2 separate regions of the Mus musculus genome follow, and region 2 is linked to region 1. The links are chromatin contacts, called in public Hi-C maps. All regions are on one chromosome and are shown on one strand. Each heading gives the region's core, a stretch centred on a gene start, on an enhancer-like site or on the middle of the called end of the contact. The rest is flanking DNA. Distances are from core to core; before and after follow the strand shown.

Region 1 (6,263 bases), core at 3,482-5,981:
CCCCTCTTTGATCCCAGGCTTACTTCTGCTAACCTCTCTTCTCCTGCTGTTTTTCTCTCTCAGCCTCCTTGCTTCCTTCTCTCCCCTCCTTTCTCCCCCTCTCCCCCTCCCTCCCTCCCTCCCTCCCTCCTAATTGCTTCTTGTCTGCAGATCCTGTGAGGATTTATGTAATGCTGGGCAGCAGAGGCAGTAGCCAATCTGGAAGCTGCAGGCAGACTAAGAACCTAGCAGCCTTCAGGAAAATAGGCTGCAGGCCTCCTAGCCCCAGGGATAGCTTGGGCCTTCTCCACCCCTATCCCCTTACGTCCTCATCCTCTGTGTTAAGGGACCCCTAAATGCAGTGGAGAGGTCTGAGGCCCCTGGATGAAGCTTGGGGTTTAGCTTGGAACTAAGCAACATGATTGAGAGAAGGCACTAATCTTGAGATCCATTGGCCAGGCATGAGGCTCACTGGGATGAGACCTTGGACAGAGCATGCCTTGGGTGAGCCTGTGCCTCTACTTGGGAAAATGAGGCAATGTCTTTGCCTTCCTCTGGCCCTTGCCCCACTCGACCCATGAGATTCAGAGGGGGGGAGGCCAAGGTTCCTTAGGAAACCTTAGGGTGAGATCAAGGTTCCTTAGGAAAGTGGGGAAGAAACAGCTTCCTGTTCCAGGTTGCTCCTTGTAAGTTTTACCAGGGGATTCAGGGTTCCCTTTTGGGTTTTAGTCTCATCAATAAAAGAATTTAAAGATGGACTCAGAAGGAAACTCAAAGACAATTTAGTTTGGAAGAAAAGCAAGGGGTCAGGCAAACTGCAGACTTTGGCGCCTGCCAGAAGACGAAGAGATGGAAGAATGAAAAGAGAAAGCCATGCATGCTGAGTTTGGGTCCAAGAAAACCACCCATTGAGCCATGGAGGTCCAGCAAGCAGCTGCATGGCAGGAGGGTGAGGGAGCTTTAGAGGAAAAGCAAGGAAGCCCAGAGTGCCCAAAAGCATGCTTAGGAAAGGGGGTAGAAAGATGGGAAAAGGCAAGCTTTGCTTTGTGAGTCAGAACTTGGGAAACCAGGCAGGTTTATCAGTGCTGCATGGATGTTCCATAAACCGCTGGGGCTGGGGTGGGGGGTGGGGCTTCTGGGTGCTATAAGCATATTATCTCATTAAAGGGATAATTACTCCTCCCATCTCCTTAGAGAGTCTTCAGGCGAATCCACCGTCCTGAAGGGTGACTTCCAGGCTGGGTGAATGACAAGCCCAGCTGCTTTATCTTTTCTTTAGGAAGGAGCAGTAATATGTGACATTCTCTGCTTTGGAACAGGTGAGAATATCATGCCTCCAGCTATAGCCTGAGGTGGACTCCATTCTCCAGACCCAGGGGCCTAAAGAGGAGCAGCTGTGTGTTCCTTTCTAGGGGAACGGAAGGTGGGGTCCCTCATGAGGGAGGTGTCCATCCTCAATGGCCTCCAAGGCCACCAATCTCCATCTAGCTACTTAACTCGGGTACTGAGTCTAACTCAAACCCAGGGAGGTTAAATTCTGCCTGTCCGCCAGTCTTCCCACACTCTTGCTTGCTCTGCAGCCACAGAGCTTTCAAAGCAGGCCAGAGAAACATCCAAGGGCCAGAGAGGAGTGAGGCCATTTCTGCTGTGTACGTCCCTCCTGCAGCCAACCTCCACAGACCATGGGTTGGGCTCCGAATGCAAAAGAGAATGTAGAAAGCTCAGTAAGAGGGGAGTATACTTTCTCTTTTCAGCTACTTGGCAGATTAATATCTAAGAAGTAAAAAGACAGTAATCTCTATCCAGAACCTACAGACAAAGGTCTTGGATTTCAGCTAGATAGACTTGGAGCAAACCTAAGGACTTTTCACCTACTGGAGAAGTGGCATGGGTGTCAGGCTCACCCTTGGAAGTTACTTCAGGAAAGGGGGGCTGTGGGGATCCTTTGGCAGGGTGCCAAGTTGTGTGGCTACCGAGGCTTGGACTAAATGATCTGTCAGAGATGTTTACAACCAAGGGTGGGAAGTGTAGGTAAGCACACCTCCACACATGTTCAGAAACACACGTTTGAGTCTTAGAACCAAAGACACCTAGGTTTCCTCTAGTTCCGGAGCTTGCCTGCAACTAGGCTGACCAGCGCCTTTTGTCAAGGCTCTGACTGCATGACAGAGACGATGAGGGTAGACAGAGGTGAGGGAGACAGACTGCTGACAGGCGGGAAGTCGGGGCAGACACTGTTATCTCCCCATCTTCCTGTGTGGCAGTCTCTCAGCCCTCCGACTTTCAGGATGGCAAGCCAGGAAATTAACAAGGAGCTGAGACACCTCCAGACACCTGCTTACGAACTCAAGCCTGGGGCAAGAGGAGTACCCAGTGGCTTGAAAGGAATACTCAGACTATAGGAACTCCCTGAAGAGGACACCACAGGGATCCATGCAGGAGTGGTGTCTTTCCAGCCTTTTAAAGAAGCATTTGTCACAGATAACCAACCTGGGCTGCCCCAGATGCCCCAGATGTAGAGATACTATCAGCCTGGTCTGGAGAACCAGATAACCAACCATCTTGGTACCTGCACCCTCACCAGTCATGGCTCTGCAGGGGAGTAAGCCACATGCTGGTGATAGGTGCTCTGTCTGCCCACCTACTGGGTGCTCTGTTTGTTCAACTGAAGCCCCCAGAAAGCAGACAAGGGGAGGCACAGTGATGGCCCACTTCTCCTTAGAACCAGGAGTTATAACACAGAGGCCAGCCCAGGTTTTAGAGCCAGACTTACCAGTTCAAACATACAAGTTCTTCACATTGGTCTTGGCTTCCTAAATGAAGTGGTCATCAAGCAAGAAACACCAGTGATTCTGACAACACAGCCTGAGAAGCCAATGGCTTAGCAATGCGCAGAGTTCATGAGCTGTGGTGTTCCATGCAGCCCTTCAAGAACACAGGCTCTTCTGTTTGCACATCAAAGGGACTTGGACACTCGAGATGAGAATCCGGGACTCATCACTAGTGGCATGGGGTAAATGATGATCTGTGGAGGTGTCCTACCAAGCACAGTGACGTATTTAGCCAAATCCCTGATCTCTGCCCACCAGTAGCACTCCCACAAATCATGACAGTGGGTTATCTCTAGATACTGCCAAGGGTTCCCAGAGGGACAAAACCTTGGTGGAGACCTGTCATTCTAGTGCCTCTGCAACTGGCCAGCAGAGGGAGAAAGTGGAAGTTGGCAGCATCTCCTTTGTGGCCACCATTTTTCTGGCCTTGATCCAGGTTGTATGTCCACCCTGGGGATTCTGGGAAGTGTAGTCTACTGTGTAGTCAAAAGAGGCAGATGGTCTAGATGCAGCACCATTTCTCTGGGCTACTGGGTGACAAGAAGATGAGGGTCCTGGGTTCTCAGCAGGTACAACAGAAGTGTTTTTAGAGGGTTTGAGCTTCATGTCCCATACACTCAGGATACATATGTCACTGAATTCCCATGCAAGGACAAGGAAGTTAGAGGACAGGGAAGAAGTGTTCTTCCTGAAGCCAGAGAGCCAGGCTCCAGCACCCATGTTTCCACCCCAAGGTTGTACGCTGCAGGATGTCTGTGTCCTGCCCCAATTCCCTCACACTGCCACCTCATGCATCATAGACACAGCATCCACTAGTTGCTGAGATGTGACCACCTAGTGTCTGCCATGCAGCAAGAACATACAGGACTGTCTAGAGCCTGTGTCAGGAAGAAGGCCATTTTTGTCCCCTTTTGTGATTATGTAAGACTAGCATCATCATCAGCTCATGATGTCTCCAGCTCTAGGCTGGGGGACTTCAGTTCTCTGGGTCCTCAGACTCAGTGAAAGGAAGTACAATTGACAGATCTGGGACCTGGTAAGATGGCTCAGCACAGAAAGGTACTTGTACCCAAGCCTTATTACTGGAATTCAATGCCTGGGACCCACAGGATGGAAGGAAAGCATCAACTCCTACAACTTGTGCTCTGACCTCCATATGGGCACTGTGGTGCATACGCATGAACCTGCACACATGCACATAAAATATATACCTAAATAAATGTAATAAAACAATGGACAGACCTGCCTCCTCCTGGATGCCTGGAGTGGGGACAGGCACCATGTAGGTGGTCATGTTACTGCATGGGGCCGTGCTATGGCTTCTCCTCTGGTCCCCAGATACCACCTTCTCCCCTTTACAATGCTGTCACTCACCCTGTTTGAACCCTTCATAGCTTCTTGCTACCGTCATGACAAAATCCCAACCAGTCCTGCTGACAAGATTCCCCCCAGCTTGCTCTGGACAGCGCTCTTGGCTCTAAATGTTGCTGCAGCACCAGGGATACATGAACGCATCACTGTTTCAAGCCCTCTAGGACTTTGTCCAAGTTACTTCCTCTACCCAAATTGTGTGAAGAGATACCATAGCAAACTCTTTATCTATCCTCCAAAACCCTACTCATGTATCATCTTCCTGGAGGCTTTCTTTACCATCTCCTCTCCCCCAACACAAACTAAAATAATATTTCACTTACTTATACTTCACTAGTTATAAAATGTACCATTTAATTATTAGGTGTTGCTTTTCATAATATTTAGCATTTGTTAACTATACTAATACTATAGCCCAGGCATTTTTCTAAACATGTATCGTTTTTACTTCAAGTATCCAAACCCATAAGCTGGGTCTGTTAGTTGTTCCTACCTTAAACCTAGGCAGGTTTGCCACTGCCTCTACCACTAGAGGGCAGCAGAGGCGACACTCAGCAGCTAGGTTATAGAAGGAAGTCACTTCCTTCCTCCTACCCACCCATCCATCACAAACCGGCTCCCCGTGCACCCCCCCCCAGTCACCCCCCCCTCCCAATTCCTGTTCCCACCCCGTTCCCCTGCTCATTCTCTCGATACTTTCTCTTCAGACTCACCTATCACCAGTCAGAATGTGCCATTCAAAAAGGAGTCCCAGCCCGGGAGCTGCATGAGCTAGCGAATGAGGACCTTCCAGATGTTTCCAGCCACTTGTACCACCTTGAATATTGAAGCTCTCCATGGTGGAGTAGGAGCGAGCACCTCACAGCGCCCTTTCCCAATTCCCATCTCCTGCTGACAGACCCAACCAGAACCGAGGAAAGGGTGATGCTTGGACGCTTGCTACATACAGTACAGTAACAATTACACCAGGTCACAGCTGCCCCATCGCTTAGATGAGATGGCCGAGATGACAGCCTGAAGCAGTTGGTTCTCTGATTCCACCATGCGGGTCCTAGGGATCAAAGTCCAATTTGTCTGGAGTGGCAGCAAGCGCCTTTACCCGCTGAACCATCTCGTCTTCTAGCATCAGTTTATTTATTGCCCCCTCCCAACCCCAGTGGGCATATACTGTTTATTCCCATAAGGAAACCAGGTCACTAAAAGGTCAGGAGACTTGACCAAACCAGCCATGGTAGAACAGATCTGACCTTCATTTTCTGTCCCCACCTTGAGCGTTCAGCATAACATACGGCTATGACCACAGAGTGCTCAGCAAAGCACATGACCTAGGATTGTAAACCCCGATTGGTCAAGCCAAACGAGCAGCTGGGTATGTGGGCCCAGGGGTCCCAGAGGGAGGCTAAGCCCTTCCTCAAGCAGTGGGGAAGCCCCTCCCTTCACTGGAAGTTTAGCATGGGTCCTGAAGCCCGGCACCATGAGGTCCCTGGAGGTACTTGCCACCTCCAGTTTGGCTTGTCATTTCTGTCTTGTAGGAAGAAGAGACCCAGGTCTGATGGCAGTTATTTCATTGAGATGTCCGCGCTTTTCGCGCCCACCCTTTAAAGCTGACATAAAAGTATCCAAAGTGGGGAGGGCTTTTTACTTGGTGTCATAAAAGCCATTGGCAGACATTTTCCTGGAAGGAGAGAAACAGCCTAGAATTCCAGTGACTCACACAATCTGGGAGTGTCTCCGAAGCTGGTGTGGGCATCTGAGGGTTACCGATGGGCTATAGGAGGCTTTAGGCTCCTGGCGTGAGAAGACTGCAGCTGGGCCCGCACAAAGTGATACTTAATGCTTTTGAGTTCAAGAGTGAATTAGGAATGCTCACAGGCCTGGCTGCCCCCATGGCAGGAGAGACATTGGTTGGAGCATAATGTGGCCTAGATTAGAACTGGACCATGAGACACACTGAGTCATGCCAGTCTCAGTCTGAGCTTTTGCGATTCCTGTTTCTCTGTGAGAAGGGGCTTTAGCCTAAGCACAGATCCCCTCCCCCTTACCTGAAAGACATCCACTCCTCACACTTCCTCTCACAGCATT
Region 2 (6,822 bases), core at 4,180-6,679, 59 kb after region 1:
CAAAGCTGCCTTGTTCAGAAACCTACCTCCGGTGAATGGTCAGTGAGGGGCTCAAAGTTTGGCCCCCTTGCCTTGGTCTGGAATGACTCCCGTGGGTCTTTCTAGCCCCAGGACTCTGTACCAGATGGACCAAAGCCACTGTCGCAATCGTGCCATGATTCACTCTCCTGACTCCCTGACTCCCAACTCCTCCTTCCCTCCCTCACATGAGTTTCCCTAGGTGCACACATTGTGAGCCTCCAGCGCTTGTCCTTTTGCTCTCTCTGCTCTTCTGTGAGCCTTCTGCCTTGACTCTGACCAGTCAAGGGTGAGCAGGGGCTGGGAGTACCCAGGTTGATAATATTGTCTCCTTGTCTTTGAGACATCATAGTCTTCTGGAAAAGGCAGTTCCTCCACCACCTACCAGATAAGAGTATTAACAGCAGCACAGACCAGACATCAGAGGAAGCCATGGACCACCTCACTGAGACACACTCCCTACGAGTGTCACCTGAAGGTCAACAAGAAGACCCTGTTATGGGTTGACCAGGAATGTCCTCCACAGGCTTGTGTGCTGGGGGCTTGGTCCCCAACCTGTGGCACTATCTTAATCAGTCTTTAAAAGTAGGTGGTACATTGATACAGGAAGTAGGTTGCTGGGGACAAGTCTCTGGGGACACTTTGTTCTGGCTGACTTCCTGTTTTCTCCTTCTCTACTTCCTGGCTGCCAGTGTGAGTTGCTGTGCTCTGTCAAGCCCACCTCACCTTAAGGGCATCTTCTGAATTATGACCAAATAATATCCTTTCCCCATATATTGTTTATGTAGCAATTTACCCACAGTGGTACAAAAGTAACTAACACAGGTCCTCATCCTGGGCTCAGGTCACAGATGATGCTGCCTCCAGAACATTCTAGACAGCATGGCCCATAGCAACCATGCCACAAGGGTCCCTTGGGGTATACATGGAAAGGGGACCTCTGAGTAGGTCCTTTTTGTGTGGAAAAAAATGATACAGACTTCTCAGCTCCTGGCTGAAGTCTCTCCAGCTGGCTTAGCCAGAGCCTCACCCTTGACTGGTCAGAGTCAAGGCAGAAGGCTCACAGAAGAGCAGAGAGAGCAAAAGGACAAGCGCTGGAGGCTCACAATGTGTGCACCTAGGGAAACTCATGTGAGGGAGGGAAGGAGGAGTTGGGAGTCAGGAGAGTGAATCATGGCACGATTGCGACAGTGGCTTTGGTCCATCTGGTACAGAGTCCTGGGGCTAGATGTTAGAGAAACCCAACATCCCCCAAGCCTCACCCTTCCTACCTTTCTTGAGGATTGTCTCGAACAATGGCCACCTATGATTTCCCTACAGCCTCTCATAGGCCCTTGGTCCCATGCCCAGAATTTAAGAAAGTGTCCAGACATATCCACCCTCTGCATGTAATTCCAGTTTTTGGACCCACCTCTCAGATACTCAGTAAATGTCACAAAAGGAAAGGAGGGCGACGATGAACGAAGAGAAGAAAGAAGAACAGGGAAAGCAGAGAGTAGGGGAGAGGAGGGAAGGGGAGAATCTAATACAGGGTACACCTTCTACAGACTTCAATCTCCATGACTTCCAGAGCATCACTTAGGGATTTCTGCAGTGCTCTGACCTTCTGAAGGTCACCGTCGACTCCATCTTAAAGTTTAGCCCGAAACTCTGAGACTCTGTGGAATTGGGCATTTGATGTGATGGTGCATACCTACAACCCCAACCCTCAGCAGGAGGAGGCAGGAACATGTTAAGTTCAAACCTAGGCAAGATAGTGAGACCCCAGGGGGAAAGGAAGAGAAAAAAAGGGGGCGAAAAAGAGGAGGGAGGGAGGGAGGAAAGGGAAGAAGAAGAGGGAAGTTTTCTGAAGTACATTGAGATGCAACAAGAGATTCTGGTCTCAAGCATCCTCACCCTGGTCAGGTTGAACCCTTGAATGTGAGGTTCTAAATCATTGGTTCTCAACCTGTGGGCCTCTTTACAGACACTGCTAGCTTCAGATATAGGCTACTGGGCCCCAAGGAGGCCCGGGTTCTGGGGAAGACACAACCTGGTACCTTCCGTCCCAGCACTGGTTTCCAAGACTGAAGAGCTGAGGCCTGGTGTCAACGCTGCCTCCTGCTATGCAGTGATTGATGTCCCTTACTTTCCTTCTCTAGCCTGTCCCCACCTGTAAAATATGAAGGTTGAAGGTGACAGTGCTTGAGGGGCCGGTGTGAAAGGAAGAGCTCCAGGCTCCAAGACACCCAAAGTTAAAAGCACCAGCAGGCAGGACCCCACATTCTCTGATTCTCTCATAGGCCTGAGAGGGTCCGCTCCCAAGCCTCCACTACCCAATGAGTGCACTGGTTCAGCTGGTGCCTGTCTCCTCCTCATCACCCCAGAGCCTGCTAACATCCTAGCGTCTATTGCTTCCCTCAGGTCTCAGTACCTCAAACATGTGTTCTTGGATTAGACCCCGTGCTTCTCAACAGCTGGAGAAGAGAGGAGATCACTTGGTAAGCACCCACTTCTGTCATATACAAGGGGGGCTTTTACAGGCTCCTACCAATTCACTCCCGCCTGGGAAAGCTAGGGCTCAGAGACATTATGTAATACATACAACATCATACAGCTCTTGCATGCCAAGGCCAGAGCCACAGCCTGGGAACCATACAGGTTACCTTTGCATCGCCTGGGAAGCTACTTGCAATGAGAGCCTTCTGCTCCCCAAGCCACAGAAGTGCATGTGTTCTGGAAGTAGAAGGTAGTGTGTTGCCCTGGGAAGCCAGGGTTTGCAGCTCATGTGAGAGGTGACAAGATATAAAGGAAAATGTCATGAGCAGGGTTTAGAGATGCTTGTCTCAGACAATATTGGCAACTGCGAGCCTCTGCTCCTGGAGTGCTTTTCCCAGTAGATGATCATAGATGTACTGAAGAGAGGAACAGCCCCCTCCTTTTTTTCATGTGTGTGTATAGGTTCTATGTTTGTATCCATGAGTGTCTATCTGTGTGGGCATGCCTGTGTGGGTACATGGTTGCATGTGTATGCATGTAGGAGCAGAGGCCCAGAATTGACATTAAATGTCTTTCTGGAAGGCTCTTCCACCCAATTTATTGAGGCATGCTCTCTCACTGAATCTGAAACTGACTGATTGCAGCTACTCTAGCCAGCTTACCCCTGGGATCCCTGTCTGAGCATCCTGAATGCTGAGATTACAGGTAGCCGCAGCTACTCAGCTTTTATGCAGGTTCTGGGACCTAAACACTCCCCAGCCTCCAGCATGAGCATCTTACAACACTGGGTTCCTGATGTAGAGGGGGTGGGTCACACCTGCCTCAGTGTCACAAGAACGAAGCCTAAGGATACATGTAAAAACATCCAGCGTGGGGTGGGCATGTGTGGGGAGCCTCTTGCTCACAGCCTGACTTTAGGGGCTCTTAGGCTCAGTCCCTGCCTCTCTGGGGTCTTAAACACTAAGATCTAGACATAAATAGGCTCACCTCAGCTAATTTCTCTCCCATAAAGACATCCTCAAGCTGGTGTGTTCTTCCTCCTTATGCAGCTGCATCGGGGAGTCACTCCAAGGCAGAGAGCACCGCAGCCATGTTATATTTGGCAGCCTCTGCCTTCATCTCCCTCAGCCTGGGCACTCGCTATCGTCACGCACTCCCTCCAGCTGACCATTGGCACAGGCACCGCAAGCCAGATGTTCAAGTTTTGTTAAGGGCAGCTTACAAAAAGCCTTTAAAGCGAAAATTCTTGGCTGTGTAAGGGTTGTCTCTCTTCTGTCTTCATACGAGAAGAGATTTTTTTTAATAGAAGAAAGGCAGGAGAGACTTAAGCACTCTATAAAGCTGGTGGACCACCAGGCCCTGACTGTCCTGCCATCTTCAAAGAAAGAGAAGGGGGATCTTGGGTGGGAGCCACTTTGCCCCAGCCCCTGCTTCATGCCCGCTGCTCCAGAAGTGACTGCGGGGAGGCGGGGGAGCTGAGCAGTTGACAATCATCTGACAAATGTCATGAGCAGGGTTTAGAGATGCTTGCTTCAGCCGGTATTGACAACTGCAATCCTCTGGTCTTGCCGTGCTTTTCCCAGTAGACTGCACCATGGAGGCACCGTGAGAAGAACAGTGCCCACACCCACCTCTGTAGACCAGGGCATCTGGAATGACCACCGGAGGCCAGATGGATGCCCCAAGAAAGGTGACATTGAAATGAGCACCTGTATAGACAAGGCCACCTGAAGGTTGTCACAGGCACCACACCCCAGTACTCCCAAGAGCCACTGTATTGAGATTGACTCCCATGAACCTGATGTCCTGATGTAGCAGGAAGCACAGGCTCTGCCTGACCCAAACCACAGACAGAAGGAGTTATCAACTCAAAGAGGATCAAGGCTTTTTAATAAGAGGTAAGCAGTTCCTAACAAGCTGTCCACCCACAGACATCAGCTTTGGGGTGGGCAGGGGAAGAGCAAAAATGGGAAGGAAATCAACTCTTAGAAGAACAGTGTAGTGAGACCATTTCATGTTTATTAGACTTTGCTCCTTAGAGCAGATGTCACACAAAGTAGCTGAAATTATAGAAAAACCATTTAAGTGGCTGGAAGAATCAGAAAATGAAAGCGAGCGCTGGAGAAGAGTAAGAGAAAGGAAACCCTGATCTCTGTATACCAAGTCCACCCAGCCCGTGCCCCGTCCTTCAGATGCCTGCACAGGGGAGCTTCAGTCAACCAGCTTAGACTACAAAACTGAACGGACTCTTCCACTGCTGCCTCCCAGAGGGGAAATGGCTTGAAGATTTAGTTCAGCAAATTAAAAATTTGCTGTAGTTCAGCAGGCAGAGAACTTGCCTGGGAAGTATAGAGGCCTGGGTTCCACCTAGGAAGCCAAGGAAAGAGAACTGTGAGTTCAAGGTTATCCTCAGCTACATAGCAAGTTCAAGTCCAGCTTGGGATACATAAGAACGTATCTTAAATAATACAAGTCAACATACATCAGAGGAATATAACAGAACCCAAAGTCCCTTCCGCATGGCATTCACAATACAGTCTACAATTGCTAGTTGTATGAAGTAATGGGAAGATGCAGCCTTAAAAAAGAGGTCACCAAGCCGGGCGTGGTGGCACACGCCTTTGATCCCATCACTTGGGAGGCAGAGGCAGGCGGATTTCTGAGTTGGAGGCCAGGCTGGTCTATAAAGTGAGTTCCAGGACAGCCAGAGCTATACAGGGAAACCTGGTCTTGAAAAACCAAAAAAAAAAAAAAAAAAGAAAGAAAGAAAGAAAGAAAGAAAGAAAGAAAGAAAGAAAGAAAGAAAGAAAGAAAGAAAGAAAAGAGGCCACCAAGGCCACCAGTGGTGAGGTGACATAGTAGCTTCAATGCTCACAAAACTGGGTGTGAAATAAGAAGCCATCTGGTGGGAAACGTCCTCTGAGCACAGGAAACCCCAGTCCTGCCCCAGCTCCACCACTGGCAGATGTGCTACCCGGGAAGTTTAGTGCCTTTATTTTTCAGAGTCTGGGTTTTCTCTTCTGCCATCCTGAGAGACTGACGCAGCTTGCCCTCTTATGGTTACTGTGAAGCTAAATGAAGTAACAACCTGAAAGTGTCTAAATAATGATTCCCCAAGTCCCCATCCAGATCTCAGGAGTCTTTGACCTCCTCTGTATTCCATTCCCCTTAGCTTTCTAAGATGTTTTTGGAGTAGGGCATGGTGGTGCACTCCTTTAATACAAGCACTTGAGGCAGAAGCAAGTGGATATCTGAGTTTGAGGCCAGCCTGGTCTACAGAGTGAGTTCCAGGACAGACAGGACTATACAGAGAAACCCAGTCTCATAAGAAATGTTTTTCATCCAATAACCTGAGGTCTGGGGAAAGTTTCAAACAACATTCTCCCTGAGCCCAGCCAGCTGTGTCCAGCAGTGAGTGTGTTTACATCCAGCCACAGTTTCAGCAGGACTCTAGGAGAGAAATAGAGGCCACACAGGCGACAAAACCACATTATCTCGTCTTCACACAGAGGAAAGTACCTGGCAGATACATCTATAGCAAAGGACAGATCTACAAAGGAAAGGAAAATGTAACAAATGTATTCATTTTCAGTTTTGCAGAGCATGGGAACCTTCTGGAATGAAGGCCAAAGACCCAGGGAAAACTGGGCATGCAGAAGTCTGATTAAGGACACAGGTATGATACCCTGGTTAGAGAGTGAAATGAATTTGTCAAGCATTGTTTTGATTTTTCTTGGCCTAGGGCTGGGCCCTTCTGGGATGGCAGAACTCTCAATGGCCATCCTTCTGGGTTGAAGGCAGGAGGGCACCAGTTATCTTCTTGCTCCTCTGAGCTCACCAGTTACCCCCACACAACGGACCAAGGCGCCACGTGAGGTGAGAGTATTATGGCTGGATGCCAACACCTACCTAGCTCAATACCTACTTGGCTCAATGGCTGGCTAACATAGTCTTGCTTCTTCCATGCCCTCACACTACAGGCTCCGCCCTCAGCTGGGAAATCAAGCTAAGATTGGCTGTAACTCCATCACCTCTGGCATCAGGCTCGAATACCCAGCATAGAGTGACAGGAGTTGACTCTCTTAAGAAAAGAAAAACTTGGGGACTGGGTGCACGTTTAATGCAGAGTCTCCTGACTCCCAGAGGAAGACACATAGAGGAGAACTCCATTGACCAGGTACAGTGGCACATGCCTATATAATCAGGGCCCTCGGGAGGCCACCAGCCCCAGAAAGCCATAGAAGAAAGAAAAACATTAACACCCCTTTAACACAGCGCAGCAGAAGACTCCAAAGACATAGTCATGCTTTTTGTTTCATTTCTACC

The links. A called contact is a pair of places that touch in the nucleus more often than the background predicts.
Region 2: a Hi-C map of the P5424 cell line shows a contact between it and region 1, with 2.2 times the contacts expected there. The contact joins two enhancer-like sites. A contact is called at or near these places in 4 of 15 datasets of contacts at CTCF or cohesin (embryonic stem cells, large pre-B cells, pro-B cells and 1 more), 48 of 484 Hi-C or Micro-C datasets (B cells, CD4 T cells, the P5424 cell line and 18 more) and 6 of 115 datasets of contacts at active chromatin or transcription factors (astrocytes, embryonic stem cells, epiblast stem cells and 1 more).

What each region holds. Positions count from the first base shown.
Region 1 is chr11:82,608,985-82,615,247 of GRCm38.p6, forward strand. No RefSeq gene overlaps it. Among named protein-coding and RNA genes, the nearest start is that of Gm24612, 16 kb to the left of the region's middle. Within about 2 kb of position 4,732, at least 4 of the 459 cell types and tissues checked have an H3K27ac peak or open chromatin away from gene starts, as enhancers often do. A contact at or near this core is called in the P5424 cell line and pro-B cells, where this site is marked.
Region 2 is chr11:82,667,577-82,674,398 of GRCm38.p6, forward strand. No RefSeq gene overlaps it. Among named protein-coding and RNA genes, the nearest start is that of Gm11426, 38 kb to the left of the region's middle. Within about 2 kb of position 5,430, at least 5 of the 459 cell types and tissues checked have an H3K27ac peak or open chromatin away from gene starts, as enhancers often do. A contact at or near this core is called in the P5424 cell line and pro-B cells, where this site is marked.